6 separate regions of the Mus musculus genome follow, and regions 2, 3, 4, 5 and 6 are each linked to region 1. The links are chromatin contacts, called in public HiChIP or PLAC-seq, Micro-C and promoter capture Hi-C maps. All regions are on one chromosome and are shown on one strand. Each heading gives the region's core, a stretch centred on a gene start, on an enhancer-like site or on the middle of the called end of the contact. The rest is flanking DNA. Distances are from core to core; before and after follow the strand shown. Region 1 holds the start of Pigu (phosphatidylinositol glycan anchor biosynthesis, class U). Region 2 holds the start of Eif6 (eukaryotic translation initiation factor 6). Region 3 holds the start of Edem2 (ER degradation enhancer, mannosidase alpha-like 2). Region 4 overlaps a (nonagouti). Region 5 holds the start of Ahcy (S-adenosylhomocysteine hydrolase). Region 6 holds the start of 2310005A03Rik (RIKEN cDNA 2310005A03 gene).

Region 1 (2,512 bases), core at 8-2,507:
ATTCCCAGCACCCCTGTCAAAAGACCCAAAATAACCATTGCCTGAGATGCCTGTAACTCCAGCATTGGGAGGATTGTAGGAGTGGAGACCGGCAGAAACCCCCGGGGGTGGGGGCATACAGCCCAATTGAAATAGCTTCAAGTTCAAGTAGACCCCATCTTAGGAAATAAAGGGTAGAGTAATACAGAAAGACACCAGACATCCTCCTTTGGCTTCTGAACACACACCACAAGCACACACAACCCCCGCCCATACACACACAAGTAATAATGACAATAAATAAATAAATAAATAAATAAATAAATCAAACTGTAGCCCCAACCTAACCCACATCTTTTTCTGCTCTGAATATTTCACAACCTCGGGTATTTCTTGATCCTTTGCAACCTTAAAGTCCTCTTTTTTCTAATCTTTTCCCAAACCTGGTCCTTCATTCATTCATTCCGGAAAAGGGAAGGCAGTTTACTCAGGGTCAGACACTAAGGAAGTGACTATAGAAACTTGTTCGTCTCCTCTACTGTCCTGTGGCTCCTTCAGCTCAATCTCTGTCTTCTTGGAGGCGATAGTATGCAATAGGGTTTAATACACACACACACACACACACACACACACATACATACATATATTTAAAAAGCAAACTAAGAAAAACTTCACGAGGAATCCTAGATTGGGCATAGGTGACTGAAGTACACAGCTGCCTTTCTTACAAAGGCACTGGTTACCTTGGTCCTGGTCACCGGCTCGGCTATCTGCTACTCGGTGGAACACCCCCAGCAATCTCACTGTCAAAAGCTAACACTTCACAAGTCCCAATGCACACATCACCCTCGGATATCCATCCTTCCGCGGATCCCGCCGCCTGACTCGGGATACTGGGACACGCCCCCTCGGATACCCATCCCTAGGGTAGTGGGGCTCACACTCCACATCTCCTCCACACCCCATCCTCCACACCAAAGCTCCGCCCTCAGCTCGAAAAGAACCCCCAGACGCGGGTCAGTCTCCACAGAACCGTGCGCTTGTGTCCACCTCCTCCACCTCCAATTCAATTCACAGGCTGGCAGAGCGCCGACCGCCCTACTCTAGTCAGTGGCCTCACCTCTCTTCCAAGAGCTCAGTGGGGACACCACCTCCACCCTCTCGGAAATGAACTCGGCCAAACTGGAGCGAAACAAGGCCGCCCTCACGGTCACGGCCACCACAAGCACCAGGGCCAAGGGAGCCGCCATGATAACTGAGGCGGGCGCGCAGGCAATGCGGAAGAGCCTCAAGACTTGCGCGCCACACTGTAGTACCTCCGTGGAACGAGTGCCGTGGCTGTTGCTGGAGCACACAGACTTTAGGACTACCATTCCCAGAAAGCCCTGCGGCGAGTCGACGGAAAGTGGGATGTGTCAAACTTTTTGCAAAGGTTTGGACTACGCCTCTGATCAAGCAAGAGAAGTGAAGAAATATTGTACCTATTTTACTGAGATCGTGAGCAAAATTTAAAGAAATAATTTCACTCGTGTGAATATTTTAATGTTAAAATGTTTACCTTTATATTTTTAAAAAGTGCGACACTCGTATTTACTGAGCGCCAACCATCCTCAAGGCACTATATTGTGTGGCGAGGAAACACTTTGGAGTGGTTAATTATTAGCTTTGCGACCTTCAGCAAGTTATTTAACCGAGGGAGTCAGAGCAGGAACTCAAGGCAGGAGCTTGAGGCTAAAACCGCGGAAGAACCCTGCTTTTATAGACTTTCTCTTCTGCTCATGCTCAAACAGCTTTCATGCACAACACCAGCACACCTGCCCAGGGATGCTTCCTCCTCCGACAATGAACTGGGCCCTCTCACATCAATCAATTTTTCAAAATCAAGACAATTTCTCACAGACCAATCTGATGGAAGGCAATTTTTCAACTGAGGTTTCCTCTTCCAAAATGACCTTAGATTGTGTGAAGTTGAGAATAATAACCAGGACATGTACTGCAGCAAATTCTGTGTAGGATGCAGTTTTGCTTTTCTCAGTTCAGGTTGGTAGCTTGAAATCCCTCCAGGTGGGAGTGTGTACAGCTCAGAGATAAGCAAACATAACAAGTCAGGGGTTTGGAGAGCCCGTTGATAAGCGCCAACAGAGCCCGTTGATAAGCGCCAACAGTCGTTATGTATGAAAAGTGCTACATGGGTGCTTTAAAATTAGCTATAATAATTAATTATGCAAGAAATTTTTATATCCATGAAGAAAATGGAACAGTGCATCGATTGTATGACCATGGTTAACAAAAAGTATTGAATACTTCAAAATAGGGAGTAGAGGTTTTTGATTTTTCCTAGCACAGTAATGTTTGAAGTCATATGTCAGTTACCCTATGATTACTTGTATACTGTATTGGGTTATCATACTGTACCCCAGTTAAAAAGGAAAAACTATATTTTTAGAAAAATAAAATAAAATAAAATAAAATGCATAATTGAGAATATCCATGGGGAAGGGAGGAATGCTGGTGACAGAACAGGGTGACATTT
Region 2 (2,512 bases), core at 10-2,509, 470 kb after region 1:
AAAACAAACAAAAAAAGAAATTGTAAGAATTAAATGCAGCTGAACAGGGTGACCTGGGACCTTAGTTATTTCCTGAGGGAGAAACTGATGCTCAAAAACAAGAAGCAACTTGTTCATATTCAGAGGCAGGAGAGAGATGCAAATCCTCTCCTCCGCCCTTAGGTGTGGGACTCTGTAAGTCACATAGTTCCGAGCGACAACCCATGCTTTCCAGTATCCCTGTGAAGGAAAAACGAGACCAAGAATGATAGCCAGCACTTAATGGTATTTCGCTCCGGCTACTCTCAAGTCTGAGAGACAGTGTTCTTGATCTGCAGTTCGAGTCCCACACACCCGTCAGATTCCAAAGTCCACTGGGCCCGAAAGCCTGGGAATCCCCCGATCACTGGGGGTAAGCTCCAGGAAACTAATGACTCAGAGTGCTTCGCTGTGTCCCTCGGCGTCTTCCACCCGCCTTACCCACACACATGCGCCCGATGATTCGGCAGCCGGCGATGGATGCGTGCACCACGGGAATGGCATCGGAGAGCTCACCCTCGAACACACTGTAGAAACACGGATTCGCTGCTTACTGGGGTGGGTCGCTCTTTTCAGACCTCTCGCTCTCCGCCTCCCTTCCCTTCCCGCCCCGGCGGCTCGGGACCAGAAGCTCTCGCCTCACCTATAGAAGTTCTCTGAGCCTCCGATGGCCACCAGGCAGTAGGCGTTTGTGAGTTTGGCAAAACAACCGACCTCACAGTTGTTCTCGAACGACGCTCTGACCGCCATGAGAGAGGCTGGGGGGCAGCACGACTGCGGGTTCTGGGCCGACAGATCCACTCCGGAGCCGGGTCAACCAGCCTCGCCTCCTCAAACCCCGCCCTCTCGGGCCCCTCAGATGCCCGGGCGTGCGGACGGATCCCTCCTGGCTCTCCTGCCCCAAGTCCTCTCGCCCTGCGACCCGGAACTGACTTTTGCCGCCCAGAGTCCCAACAGCTCACCAAGCGACTCCAATGTCTACACGCTGCAACAACTTCTCCCGTAACTAGCTTTCCGTTTCCGCCTCCTCCCAGGCCCGCTTCCGGGAGCGCGCAGGAGCCGGGCGGAGCTGCTGGTCACTCTAGCCCCACCCTTTGGGAGGACTCGATGGTTACTAGGTGACTCCGCCCGACCCCGCCTCCTGCACGTTTTCTTGCTTTAGGTTTTTGGCTTCACCTCCTAGTGGGTCTTTTTAGAAGGAATAATCAATCAAACCTGAGGCTGGGCAAATGAAAAGATGAGGAAATGAGGAACCGGTGTTGTCTGGTTGGAGCTGGATTGATTGGAGGGCTTTATTTACCGAGTAAGGACGGGAAAAGGGCGGATTTGAGAAAGAGGATAATCACACCCCGGCCACGCGGACGGAAGTGGGAATCTGGACCAGTGGCAAGGGTCAAGGGTTGAAGATTGAAATTTGGCATAGAGATCAACCAAGAGACCAGGATAAAGTGGTTGGAGGAGGCATAAGAACCATAGGCTGAAGAAGACAATGGAGACGGGGAAATGTGTTACGGAGAGATTGGAGGAGAAAGGGTTCTAGGGTAAGCAAAGATCTGAGAGCTGACTTGCTTCCTTGATGTGTTTATCACGCAGTTTATCACCCCATCAGCAGCCCTGGGGATAGTGGTATGGCCCATTTTCATAGAATAAACTTGTCTCAACTAGTGTAGAATATACAAAAGTCCCCAGGGTGTCTCAGAATGCCACAGTGGAAGGTAAAAGGAGCAGAGAATCACTTACCGCAGACTGTCTTATGCCATTCATTCTTCTCCAAGAAGATCTGATCTGAAAGGGGCATAAATGGCGCGGCGCCCTTTCCCCAGCCCCATCATACAGTCCCATAACCGAGAACACATCAGATTGCTACGGGGTCTAGCCACAATTGCCTTTATTGATTAGTACCATGCACAGTCTCCTGCAGGTGCTAAGTTCAGGAGAAAGACCCATGACCAGCTGCAGCCCGAGCTTCCAGAGACATTCAGCAAGGTGGTCTGTGTGTTTGTGTCTAAGTGTTCAACTACGTGCTCTGCTTATCTCCCCCAGCTCACCCCAGATCCGCTCATTGAGCCCCACACCACTCTCTGGCTTACTCTACCAAGAACTCTTAACTCTCCTCCACCTGGCTCTCCCCCTGTCCTTCAAGACCAGCCTCCAAGTCAGCCTCTCTCTGATAAGCTTTGTCGATCGCTCTACTATCTCCATGACCCTCTGTCCCTAATACAGTTTTCATCTAATACATCTGTCTTGTTCTCTGAGGTTTGTGCTTTTAAGCTTCAGCCCTCAGAATCTGCATCTAAGTAGCCTTTCGGCTCTAGGGAATGTTCAGGGTGAGGTTGTGAGCACAGCTTGGTGCAGAGTTAGGATGAAGAGTCATATGTGTATTTATAGTTTCTGAGTCTCAGGGGGGCTCTGCAGTGTGTACTAGAAGCTTGAATTTTCTGTGGCCATTCATTTAGGCAGACCATATTGATTATGTACCTGCAACAGAAGTTTT
Region 3 (2,512 bases), core at 5-2,504, 370 kb after region 1:
CATGGTTATAGATACAGGCAAACAGCCAGTGCGCACTAAATCAATAAATCATTCTATAAAAACGAAGCAAAACAAAACAAAACAAAAACCAACTCAGGATTACAGCCCTAGTGTCAGTTTTGGCTAATGCAATGATTCTTTGCTCGACTGGGTTCTTTATTCCAGTGAAAATGAAAAGATGATATGGTAACACAGAATTACTAAACGAAAATGAATCAGGTGACTTGTATGTATGGCGGTGAGAGGAGTTGGTATGAAGCTAGACGGGAAATATTTTTCAGTCATAAAGAGTACACCAACTACAAAGGGTCTTAACTGTGGGGAGAATAACGTTCCTCCTGGGCCTGTGCGCCCACCTATAAAATGAAGGAGTTGAGTTTCCTGACTCCCGGGAGTTTTTTCAAAATATTTTGTGACTCCAGAAATGTCCCCAAGTCCTCATACGTGGTTGCCTGTTCGGCTGAGGTGAGTCCAGAGGGCTAGCCTGCCAAGTTAAGCCAAGACTTTTTTGTACTGTGAAAAGCTGTGTAGTTCTGACAGCGCTGGTTTGGACTGAGGGGACGGGGTTGAATCAGCCCAGGTCGGAAACTTTCCACAATCAGTGAGACCATGAAGCCACCAGCCCTCCTATGATCCCGGCCAACCCCCTTGGCCCTCAAGCTGGCTCTACCTGCCCCAGGTGTCGTGCCCATCACAGGTGAGAGGTCTCAGCTCATCGTAGGGAAAGGCATTTTCCAGGTAACTGTCGTAGGCGTGGTAGAACATGGCCTTGACTCGCTCCCTGGTTCGAGGGATGAGAAATAAGGTAGGGGGCCAGAACACAAAACCAGGCGGGAGAAAGGACCAGACACAGGACGGAGAATGGGAACCACAAAATGATTTCTGCCGAGGGCCCAGCAGCGGGACCAGAGCACGTCAGGGTGGGGGTCCTGGGGTGGAGGGAAGGGAAGGGACCCGGTGGGCGCTTGCCACTCCCCAGCCGTAGAGAGCGGGAGCCTGGCCCCCTTCACCTGTAGTGGGCGGGGTCGGGCGCGGTGCCGTCGGGGCCTGGCGCACCATGGTGCAGGGGTAGCAGCACGCACACGAGGCCGAGCGGGATGAGTAGCCGGAAAGGCATAGAGCTCGTGTCCTGTCAGTGCCGCCGCAGCAGCTGCAGCCACCGCCACCAGCTCATCCTCCGAGCCGCGGCTGGTTCTTCCGGGGATACGCACCACGACGCCTGCGCGTTGGGCAAGAAGCCTCTCACTTCCTGACTACAAAGCCCAGGATGCAATGGGCGGTGGAGCCCTGGCAAAAGAGCATCTCGGGATTTCTGGTCTACAGAGAGGAGTTCAACGTGTCTTAAAGACAGTGGTTGCTGTGGCTGCTGTTAATAATGTTTTCACAATCCCAGTTTCTGTTTGTTGAGCACCTTCGGTGAATTAAAGTGTTAGGAGCACTTTACAGGCGCCATCTAGTTAATTTTTGTTTTTTTTCCAAATACCTTTTAAAGGAGGGGCTAGCAGGTACTCAAGATTTGAGCAGATGCCTATGTAAATATGGATGAAAAATGTTCGGCTTTGACTATAATAGACACAGGGTTTGACAAACCATTGTGTAAGTAAACTCTAGAATTATTTTCCCAAAGCCTTAAGGTTTCCAGAAATCCCTTTTGTTCTAGGAATTCATACATTTATGACGGTCTTTCACTTTAGGGTGCCATGAAATCACGGTCCCTTCAGTCTCTAAATCAACCCAGGACTTTACCTGGACCATCTCAGTGGCTGCCATCCCTGGTGAGAATGAAGACCCAGCATTCTTCCTTTAAGAACATCTGGGCCGGCCGGGCGGTGGTGGTGCACGCCTTTAATCCCAGCACTTGGGAGGCAGAGGCAGGCACATTTCTGAGTTCGAGGTCAGCCTGGTCTACAAAGTCAGTTCCAGGACAGCCAGGACTACACAGAGAAACCCTGTCTCGAAAAAACAAAATAAAACAAAATAAAAAGAACATCTGGGCCAGTTTCCCCACTCTCTTGCTAGGTCCTAGACTCTGTTAGTGCGCTATCTACAGCAACCCCCTTCTCTTTGGTCAGTGGAATGAGCTGTAGACAACCCTAGATTTGAAGTTCGATTGGGGTTCATTACGACTCTACCATTCACACATAACCTATATAACCTTAAAGGAGTCCCTCTCATCCTCCAGGCACAGCACCCACATTTATGAAAGGGTTTGTCTAAACTGATATTTGAGATCCTTTTAATTTGAACTTTTCTTTAATTCTAGCATTGCCCAACTCTTCTTTGCTGAAAAATTCAGAGGGAAATGGCTGCTCCATTTATTGAGCAAAGTGCAGGCAGACTCTGCCTTCTTTGGCCCAGTTGTTTGTTTGTTTGTTTGTTTGTTTGTTAATTCTTGTTCTTTGACAATTTCATATATGTATGAATATGTTCTGGTCACCGCCCCTCCCCCATTACCTTCACCATTCTTCTCTCCTCCTTTTTCCTCCCAAACCCCTCCTACTGTCATTTTTTG
Region 4 (2,512 bases), core at 5-2,504, 310 kb before region 1:
CAATTAATTGGATCAACTATAACCAAAGCAGGGAGCACTGAACAAAATACATATACATGCTAGGTGCTGGCAATACAGCAGTAAACAAGAGATTATAGCTGTGTGGAGCTTACGTCTGAGTGGGGAAACCAGCCTTCAAGTAAATCAATAAAGAAATCTAAAGTCTTATATGATACATACTGTAAAGGAATTAAAGCATGGGGAAAGCCTAGAGAAGTAGCATTAAACAAAAAAAATTAGTAATCTAGAGCAATGTCCAGTAGAAACACAGTATAAGCCATAAATGTATAATTTTGTATTTTCTAATAGCTGCCTTAAAAGACTAACAATATTTAAAACTCGGTATAAAGTATTACTATTTCAACATCTAAAAATTTTTTTAAAGTTACTTTTGTGCAGTCTTTAAAATCTGGTAAATAGCTGTCACTGCACACATCAATTCCAACGCTAAATGTGGACCTAGTATTTATGTTTAACAGGAAAATATATGTTTACGTTACACTTAAATAGAAAACTCGGTTCCTCAGCACACAGGACCTGACTACCAGTGCTAGAATGTCTCTAGGCTATGGGGTAGCTAGCCCAAAGGACAGATGCCAAACACAGGAGTCCTCCAGGGCCAAAAGGAAGTTTGTTTCTCCCTAGAGAAATCACTGGGAGCCCTTAAGCGGACGATGAGGTCATAGGAAGGGCCTTCTTTGGCCACTGGAGGATGTTAACTCTAGAGGACAGGGTGGCTAAGGGAAAGAAGACAGTGAGTGGCCTAACCCAGGGGCAATGGATAACACGGATGGTGACAGGCTTCAAACCGGAAGGTTGTTTAAAATTGGGGCTAAGTGGGGCCTAAGAAAAGGGCCAGGTCAGAGCTAGGTAAGCTTGAAGATGAAGGCGATGTGCAGGTTGGGGTGGAGGGCAAGGACCCACTGGGATGCCCTGTGTGCATGAAAAAAAAGGGGGGCAGAGGTCTCTGGTCCTGGACCTCCACAGTACATGAGCATCGCAGGATGGCGTAGCCCGTTCAGTAGTCCTCAACGTCTCTCCTACAGAAAAAGGCTTCGATGAAGAAGGTGGCAAGGCCCCCGCCACCTTCGCCCTGCGTGGCCACCCGCGACAGCTGCAAGCCACCCGCACCCGCCTGCTGCGACCCGTGCGCCTCCTGCCAGTGCCGTTTCTTCGGCAGCGCCTGCACCTGTCGAGTACTCAACCCCAACTGCTGACGCAGCTTCTTCGCTGCGCGCGCAGCTTCGGGAACGGGTGATTGGGCGGGGCTTCAGGGTCCCGCGCTTCTAGGCTGAGGGGCGGGTCTCTGTGGGTGGGGCTTGTGGGTGGGCGTGGTCAGTGGTTGTGACTTGTGGGCGCTTTCAAAAAACCGGTTTTCTAGGAAACCTAGTGGAAGCTAAAATCAGAATACAATAATATTTTTAGGCTGCCGAGGAAGTGTGACTATTTCTTTTAAAAGCCGAAAGCTTCCGGCCGCTTTCCATTATAGAGTCTGGTCCTTGCGGATACCCCGCAGTCTGCGCACGCGCCAGCCACTCTTGCCCATAGGGAAACTACATAGCGCCTACAGCTGCTCGCGTGGTTGCTGTTGCTGCATCTTAGGGATGGGCACAATGTTGGCAGTTCCTTCCAGTCTGCCAGTGTCTAGGCTGCCTCCAAACTAAGGGAAAGAAGCCATTAGGGAACCACCTTCCAGTCTTTTCACCCATTCTCTTAAGCGGGAGCACAAAAATCTTAAGATGTTCAGAATTCCATTAGCAGTCTCAGCCGGGTGGGCGAGGGGAGGCGGGACCGTGCATTTGCAATGGCTTTCTAAATCCAAAAGGATTTGGGTTGAGGATTCCAGAACTTTTAAGAGGCTCTCAATCAAAGTCACCACCCAAACCCACTCCTCTTTTAGTCACAAGGGCACACGGATGTTTGGACCTGAGAGTTTTTCTTACGCCAGGCAGTAGTCCCAGCCTTTTTTTTTTTAATTCTAAAAATCTTGAGCTTAGACTCCCAAAGACACAAAATTTTAGATAGCCTTCCTCAATCTTCACCCTAGTTCCGTTGACCAGTAAGAAAGTGTGGGGGTTGGGAGTGGGGATGGGGCTGAAAAGCAGCAATCGAGCGAAATTATTAAGGACCAATTGCCAAAAATGTTCCAGACTGTTTCCTGAAGTCCCTCAGAGTCTCAGTCTGTAAGAAGCTGAGGTGTGGTGATGTAATTTTGAAAGAACTGCGCGAGGTAGAACACTCGCAGGAAGGAGTCAAGAGTTTGGGAAGCAGGGCTCGGTAAGGAAGGACCAGCAGGGAGGGGCAAATGGACGCCCTTTGAGACTAGAGGAAGGGCTATAGACAATGTCGTCTACTTGTGGAGGAGGCTATGGAGCTGTGCACATAGTGCTAGGAAGAAAGGCTGAGAAGAAAGTGTGCAGCACAGAGCTCCTTCCCTAGTCTAAGTTGCCCCTACTCTACCCCTGCAAATTACTACACTAGCAATACCAAAAGAAAACAAAAAGGCCTGACC
Region 5 (2,512 bases), core at 8-2,507, 280 kb before region 1:
ATAGCATTCATCTCCCTTTGAGGACCCTTTCCAATTTAATAGAGTATTGAAATTATTTTAAAAGCTAACCAGCCTGAATTGCTTTGTTTTTCTGTTTGTTTGGTTTGTAGTTTTGTTTTGATAGGGTCTCCCCATCTTGTCCAGGTTGGTCTGGAATTCACTGTATGCCCAGGCTGACCTCTGAAATGAGCTGATCGATTCCTTGGCCTCAGTAGTGATAGCAGGGCTGGGATTACAAGCTTGTGTCACTAGGCACAGTTTGAATTGGATTGTGTTGAAATTCCATTAGGGTTGTTTCAAGTGTATTGCCTTGTATACAGACAGCAGTGGAAGAGATGAGCTTAGAGGTCATGATGTCCTGAGTCCAAATTCTAACCAGCTGCTTTCCAGTTACAAGATTCTGGGAAAATGCCCTTTATACCTCTGGATATTCATTGTAAACATAAAACCGTTCCTTCCATGGAGAGCTACAATAATAAGACGGGTTAGTCTAGAATAATGCTATAAGGCAGTGCCCATCCCACTGTAAACGCTCAAGTTAAGGTGTGTTTACTCAGACAGCTTTCTATAATCGGGACAAAACGAACAGTAATTTCTAACCACTCCAAATTTTCTAGACATCCACTAGATATCCCAGAGATTGAGCAGATGGGACCCTAAGTTCCCGTTGCACCGAGACTAGCCGTTTCCAGGCCTCTCCTCATTAGCACCTAGAACACTGATGCTCTCTCCGGCCCTGCTCAAGGCCCAGAAGACGGTGGGCCCTTGCTAGGGGCCACCCAAGCCGCCAAACGCCAGGGCCAGGGTCTGGGCCTCTAGGGCCGCTTCCCAATGGCCAGTCTCTCCGACAGGAGCACGCTGCCCGACCAAAGATCACAGCCCGCGCTGCCGCTCTGGGCGCCTACCGCGGGGCACGCCGGGACTTGTAGTCCGCGGCCGTTTCCCACTCCTGGCTCTCGGCGGCGTGTGGACTCCAATCCCCGGGCACCTGCGCGGCCAGGCCAGCGATTCTAGGGGTCCCGGGGCGCCCCGAAGCCGCCACCTAAACAAGACGCAGGTCGGTACTGACAACAAACCCAGGACGGGAGCCGAGTCGCCACGGAGGACTGAACCCTTGGGACTCACCGACTTTGTAGGGCAGTTTATCAGACATGCTGGCGGCGCTTCCGCTAGGACTGATGAACTCAGTGAAGGGGGCCGGGCGGCGCGGGGCAGGGATCTACGCCTGGCGCCGGCGTCTTTAAATATCTTCTTATTTGAATATTCATGAACCTGCTGGGGGCTGAAACTTAGGGGCGGAGCCTAGCTCGAGGCGTTGAGCGGAGCGGGAGCAAGGCTGATCTCTGCCTCAAAAATCATAAATTTTGTGCACTGTGGCCTTTGGACCCCTGGCACTCGACTAGGAGGGAGCGTGGAGAGAGGCGGTTCTTCTCCCATCCGTCCAGCCAGTGAATCAGAGGTCAAAACAAGGCAGAATTCTTAGACTCTAGCCAATTTACTAACCTGAGCCTTAACTGCTTCAATTGTAAAACTCTTGCAAGATCAAAGTAAAGAGCTGGGCCTAGTGGTATGTGCCTGTGAATCCCCACTCTGGAGACAGTGTCTGAAATCTCCCGCTCTGGAGCCAGAGCCAGGAGATTTGTCACAAATTCGAGGCCAGTCTGCTCTATCGCTAATTAGTTCCAGGCCAACCGAGGCTACAGAGTGAGGCCCTATCTCAAAAACAAAGAAAGAAAAATCACCGGTTGCAATTGTGTCACTCTCTCCTCCCTCTGTTTGCCTTTCCTTGCTCGCCCCCACCCCCTCCTCAACACCTTCTCATTCGGTAGTCTTTCTTGGTGATTCACAGGCTGCTCACATGGAAATGACTGCGGAGCTATCCGCAGGAGCATAGATAACTCACCAATGACTATACACCTGAAGAGTATGACTTCTCTCTCAGCGGCTCTCAGCGGCTAGCTTTCAGGAAGGAAACCAGGCCCCATGTTGTGTGCATATACCATCTCTGGGGAGTTCAGTTGGCCCCTTTGTAAAAAGTTGGCCTCCGTTGGACTTATCTGTCTCCTCATGGAGTAACAAGGAGGGTCACAAGACCTTCTCCTGGGTGTCCAGCTGCACCCTACCTCCTGTTATATGCAATTCTGCCTAAACTGAACATGACCTCAGGGAAGGACTAGAGTATGTAGTCAGGGAAGTAGGTTCCAGCTACCCGTCTACTGGCGAGGCCCTCATCCCTGCTGGTTGAGGTGTGGTCTCCAGCTGTGGTCTTTGGGGAAAAGCATCATTCATACCCCTATCTGGTAAGTACCCCCTGACCTGTGTATGCGTTGTCAGGAAGCTCACTGACCTCACCGGTTCCCCCAGAAGGATCTTCCGCAGAATCATACCTCAGTTTATTTGGGAGGAGGTGTAGATTTTGCTTCTGTCTCCTAGGAGGGAATTTTAGCAATGTCCCGGGACACCTCCCCCATCCATGACTGAATGTTGCTGGGGATCCAGTGTTGTGCAGGTC
Region 6 (2,512 bases), core at 8-2,507, 260 kb before region 1:
TCTGTGAGGGGAAGATTTCCTGGCAGTGGTCTGAGAAATGGTGGCAAGGACTGAAGGAGTTACATGCATGGAGAGTACTGTACCACCAGTTGGGCAGAGATGGAATTGCACTTCTTTTTGCTCTGTCTTTTCATCATCTTAGAAGTGGGTGGAGCCTCCTCTTCATAATTCCTACAGGGTTTAATACTGAGGAGAAACTTTGTAAAGTAAAGGATTTTTAGGGTTGGGGCGGTGGCACAGTAGGTAAAGCGCTCGCTGTGTCAGCCTGAGGACCCGGGCTGGTACTTACAACAAAGCATGGTATGATCATCAATAATGCCAGCACAGTTGCATAACGACGGGCACATCCCCGGGGAATCAGCTGCCAGCCAATCTCATGCTAGGTTCAGTGAGCAATTTCTCCCCAAAAATAAGCTGGAGAAGGACAGAGGATGACGCTGAACTTTGACCTCTGGCCTCCACACACATGCATGAGTGAGTGCACCCACATCAACACACACACACACATGTGAAAAACAAATCTTTTAAAATAATAATATGGGTCCCTAAGTACTGGAATTGAGAACAGTGCCTACATCCCAACGTTTGTAAGATGTCAGTGGACTGCAGAATAAGTGTGGGGATAGTCCTCATGGTAATTATTTGAAGTTTCTTTCGGGCGGTAGTAAATGTCAAATTCTTTCCATTAACCATCTCTATCGTCTTTGTTCCTCTGCAGGGGCTGAGTCAGCCTGTTGGGTGACCCAGGCCTGCCCTAGGGGAGGGAGGAAGCTACACAACTAAGTCCTTTGAGCCTCACCCCTGGCCAGAGGGCATCAGCAATTGGAAAGTAGCCCGGCTTTATGGGGAAACAATGGTACCAGCCAGCTGCGGGTGAAGCTGGGCTGAGCCGCCTGGCCTGATCTGGTGCGTGTTAAGAAGGGTGCCCCTCACACCTGAAGGGTCCACTTCACTTGAAGACAACTTAAGTATCCATCAATCAGAGACAATTCTTAAAGCACTTTGGAAAGGGTGGCTCAAGAGAGTCAGGGAATGTAGGAAGGGAACCCCCTGAGCATTCCCCATGAACAGCTCTATGCATGAAATCCCCCAGTCTCCCTGCTAGAGGACCTCAGAGTCCATGGAATTGAACTATTCTGGCACATGGGGGAGAAAACAAAGGATCCCTAAGGGGCCGAAAGCTGTCTGAGGTCCCATATTACTAACAACCACAGAGCTGGAGCTAAAATCCGGGTTCCCTTTGACACGCCGAGTCCACACCGAGAAGCGATGTGTGCATAGCCTTTTATGAGCACACTCAAGTCCACATCTCTGACGAGTGTCCATCTGACACATAAGATAGTGTCTGGTCACCTGACCCCTGGAATCTGAAGCATGCGTGTCTCCAGGACAGACTCTTGCCTGTCTGACTGTCAAGTCTGTAATGCAGTAATTGCCAGAGTTCAAAGCCTGCCTCTAGAGTCTGGAAAAATAGCCCATAGATAAAATACTTGCTATACAAGCACACGTTCCAGAGTTCAAATCTCCAGAACCCATAACATCCAGGTGTGGCAGTAAGCTTCTGTAGTCCCAGTGTGGGAGTGAGTAGATAGAGGTGATCCTGTGGGTGGGGCTTTCTAGCAGGTCAATCTAGTCAAACCATTCAGCTGCAGTTTCAATGAGAGACCTTGTCTCAAAAAATCAGGTGTGGAAGCAATAAGGAAGACACCCATTGTCAAGCCGTGACTTCAACTTACACCAGTGTGAGCAGGCACATCCCCAGACGTGTGTGCATTCACATATCACACATACTTGCACACAAACTCACAAAGCTCAGGGATAACACTTCCTATGGGCGTGACCTTGGATAAATTAGTTTATTGCTTTGGTGGCTCCGAGATGGCCCTCAGTGATCTTTACCTCAGGGTGTCTATGCCCTTACGTGGACAGTTTTCTGGGGAAGGGGGGAGGAGGGGGGAGGGGGGGGGTTCCTCCCACAGGGTATCTATTCCCTGTTGTAGGCAGTTCCTTCTCACGAATGCGACTGGCCTCTGTAACCACTGAAGGATTGCAGAAGTGAGAGCCCAACCTCAGGTCAGAGAAGCCATGAGAAGTTCTATCTTGCTCTCTTGAGCCACTGGCTATGGGGAGAGTCAGCTCCCATGTCAAGCTGCTCAAGGAAAGAGCCACACAGCTAGGGGCTGAGTCCATTTTCTGCTGCTATAACACGTATAAAGAAGTTTAATTGGCTCAAAGTCCTTGAGCTCTCTGCTGAGGGCCTTCTTGCTGCATCATGACTCAGATGCATGGAAAAAAAGGAACAGGGTGTGTGTGTGTGTGTGTGTATGCTGGGGCTGTTGGTGGGGGCTGGTCTTGCTCTTGCTTCTGATGATCAACCCACTCCCACAATGCTGGCTTTAGTTTCCTGATATGATTAACCTCCTGACAACCTCCCAACACTTTCAGAATAGCATCAACATCAGAAGAGGCATTCAGACCATGTGTTACAAGTACAGAGACGCCGGGTGGTGGT

What was found. A called contact is a pair of places that touch in the nucleus more often than the background predicts. HiChIP or PLAC-seq counts read pairs in DNA pulled down with a chosen protein or histone mark. Capture Hi-C pulls out chosen DNA fragments and counts their contacts.
Region 2: a contact with region 1 is called in a promoter capture Hi-C map of liver, with 2.2 times the contacts expected there. The contact joins the promoter of Eif6 here to the promoter of Pigu in region 1. A contact is called at or near these places in 1 of 39 promoter capture datasets (hippocampal neurons), 2 of 115 datasets of contacts at active chromatin or transcription factors (memory CD8 T cells and pancreatic cancer cells) and 1 of 9 other capture datasets (liver).
Region 3: a promoter capture Hi-C map of adipose tissue shows a contact between it and region 1. The contact joins the promoter of Edem2 here to the promoter of Pigu in region 1. A contact is called at or near these places in 1 of 39 promoter capture datasets (hippocampal neurons), 1 of 484 Hi-C or Micro-C datasets (CD4 T cells), 1 of 115 datasets of contacts at active chromatin or transcription factors (embryonic stem cells) and 2 of 9 other capture datasets (adipose tissue and pancreatic islet).
Region 4: a contact with region 1 is called in a Micro-C map of embryonic stem cells, with 4 times the contacts expected there. The contact joins the enhancer-like site here to the promoter of Pigu in region 1. A contact is called at or near these places in 1 of 15 datasets of contacts at CTCF or cohesin (the NIH/3T3 cell line), 2 of 484 Hi-C or Micro-C datasets (both in embryonic stem cells), 4 of 115 datasets of contacts at active chromatin or transcription factors (bone marrow-derived macrophages, effector CD8 T cells, embryonic stem cells and 1 more) and 1 of 9 other capture datasets (liver).
Region 5: a promoter capture Hi-C map of liver shows a contact between it and region 1, with 2.5 times the contacts expected there. The contact joins the promoter of Ahcy here to the promoter of Pigu in region 1. A contact is called at or near these places in 6 of 39 promoter capture datasets (the C10 cell line, embryonic stem cells, erythroid cells and 3 more), 2 of 15 datasets of contacts at CTCF or cohesin (the NIH/3T3 cell line and large pre-B cells), 8 of 484 Hi-C or Micro-C datasets (B cells, CD4 T cells, LSK cells and 4 more), 15 of 115 datasets of contacts at active chromatin or transcription factors (the 230-238 cell line, the SCID.adh cell line, bone marrow-derived macrophages and 8 more) and 2 of 9 other capture datasets (adipose tissue and liver).
Region 6: a contact with region 1 is called in an H3K4me3 HiChIP or PLAC-seq map of pro-B cells, with 2.5 times the contacts expected there. The contact joins the promoter of 2310005A03Rik here to the promoter of Pigu in region 1. A contact is called at or near these places in 2 of 39 promoter capture datasets (the 3T3-L1 cell line and hematopoietic stem and progenitor cells), 2 of 15 datasets of contacts at CTCF or cohesin (the NIH/3T3 cell line and large pre-B cells), 1 of 484 Hi-C or Micro-C datasets (liver) and 4 of 115 datasets of contacts at active chromatin or transcription factors (the 230-238 cell line, embryonic stem cells and pro-B cells).

The regions. Positions count from the first base shown.
Region 1 is chr2:155,356,167-155,358,678 of GRCm38.p6, forward strand. Pigu (phosphatidylinositol glycan anchor biosynthesis, class U) reads right to left here and starts at 1,258. Exons shown (of 12, transcript NM_001004721.1): 1 at 1,100-1,258. The coding sequence starts at 1,229. Mir695 (microRNA 695) reads left to right here and starts at 651; the gene lies at 651-759.
Region 2 is chr2:155,825,666-155,828,177 of GRCm38.p6, forward strand. It overlaps Eif6 (eukaryotic translation initiation factor 6), which reads right to left and starts at 1,260. Exons shown (of 6, transcript NM_010579.2): 1 at 662-1,260; 2 at 460-545. The coding sequence starts at 768.
Region 3 is chr2:155,728,221-155,730,732 of GRCm38.p6, forward strand. It overlaps Edem2 (ER degradation enhancer, mannosidase alpha-like 2), which reads right to left and starts at 1,255. Exons shown (of 11, transcript NM_145537.2): 1 at 1,011-1,255; 2 at 671-781. The coding sequence starts at 1,117.
Region 4 is chr2:155,049,582-155,052,093 of GRCm38.p6, forward strand. It overlaps a (nonagouti), which reads left to right. Exons shown (of 4, transcript NM_015770.3): 4 at 1,047-1,431. The coding sequence ends at 1,217. Among named protein-coding and RNA genes, the nearest start is that of Gm39965, 5.2 kb to the left of the region's middle. Within about 2 kb of position 1,255, at least 406 of the 459 cell types and tissues checked have an H3K27ac peak or open chromatin away from gene starts, as enhancers often do. A contact at or near this core is called in the NIH/3T3 cell line, bone marrow-derived macrophages, effector CD8 T cells and 3 more, where this site is marked.
Region 5 is chr2:155,073,240-155,075,751 of GRCm38.p6, forward strand. Ahcy (S-adenosylhomocysteine hydrolase) reads right to left here and starts at 1,258. Exons shown (of 10, transcript NM_016661.3): 1 at 1,126-1,258. The coding sequence starts at 1,153. It overlaps Gm39966 (a long non-coding RNA gene), which reads right to left and starts at 935. Exons shown (of 2, transcript XR_866885.2): 1 at 711-935; 2 at 1-467. Gm45609 (a long non-coding RNA gene) reads left to right here and starts at 1,273. Exons shown (of 3, transcript XR_001783519.2): 1 at 1,273-2,512.
Region 6 is chr2:155,098,822-155,101,333 of GRCm38.p6, forward strand. 2310005A03Rik (RIKEN cDNA 2310005A03 gene) reads right to left here and starts at 1,258. Exons shown (of 3, transcript NR_040634.1): 1 at 1,207-1,258; 2 at 290-414; 3 at 1-186. Gm45609 (a long non-coding RNA gene) reads left to right here. Exons shown (of 3, transcript XR_001783519.2): 3 at 1-689.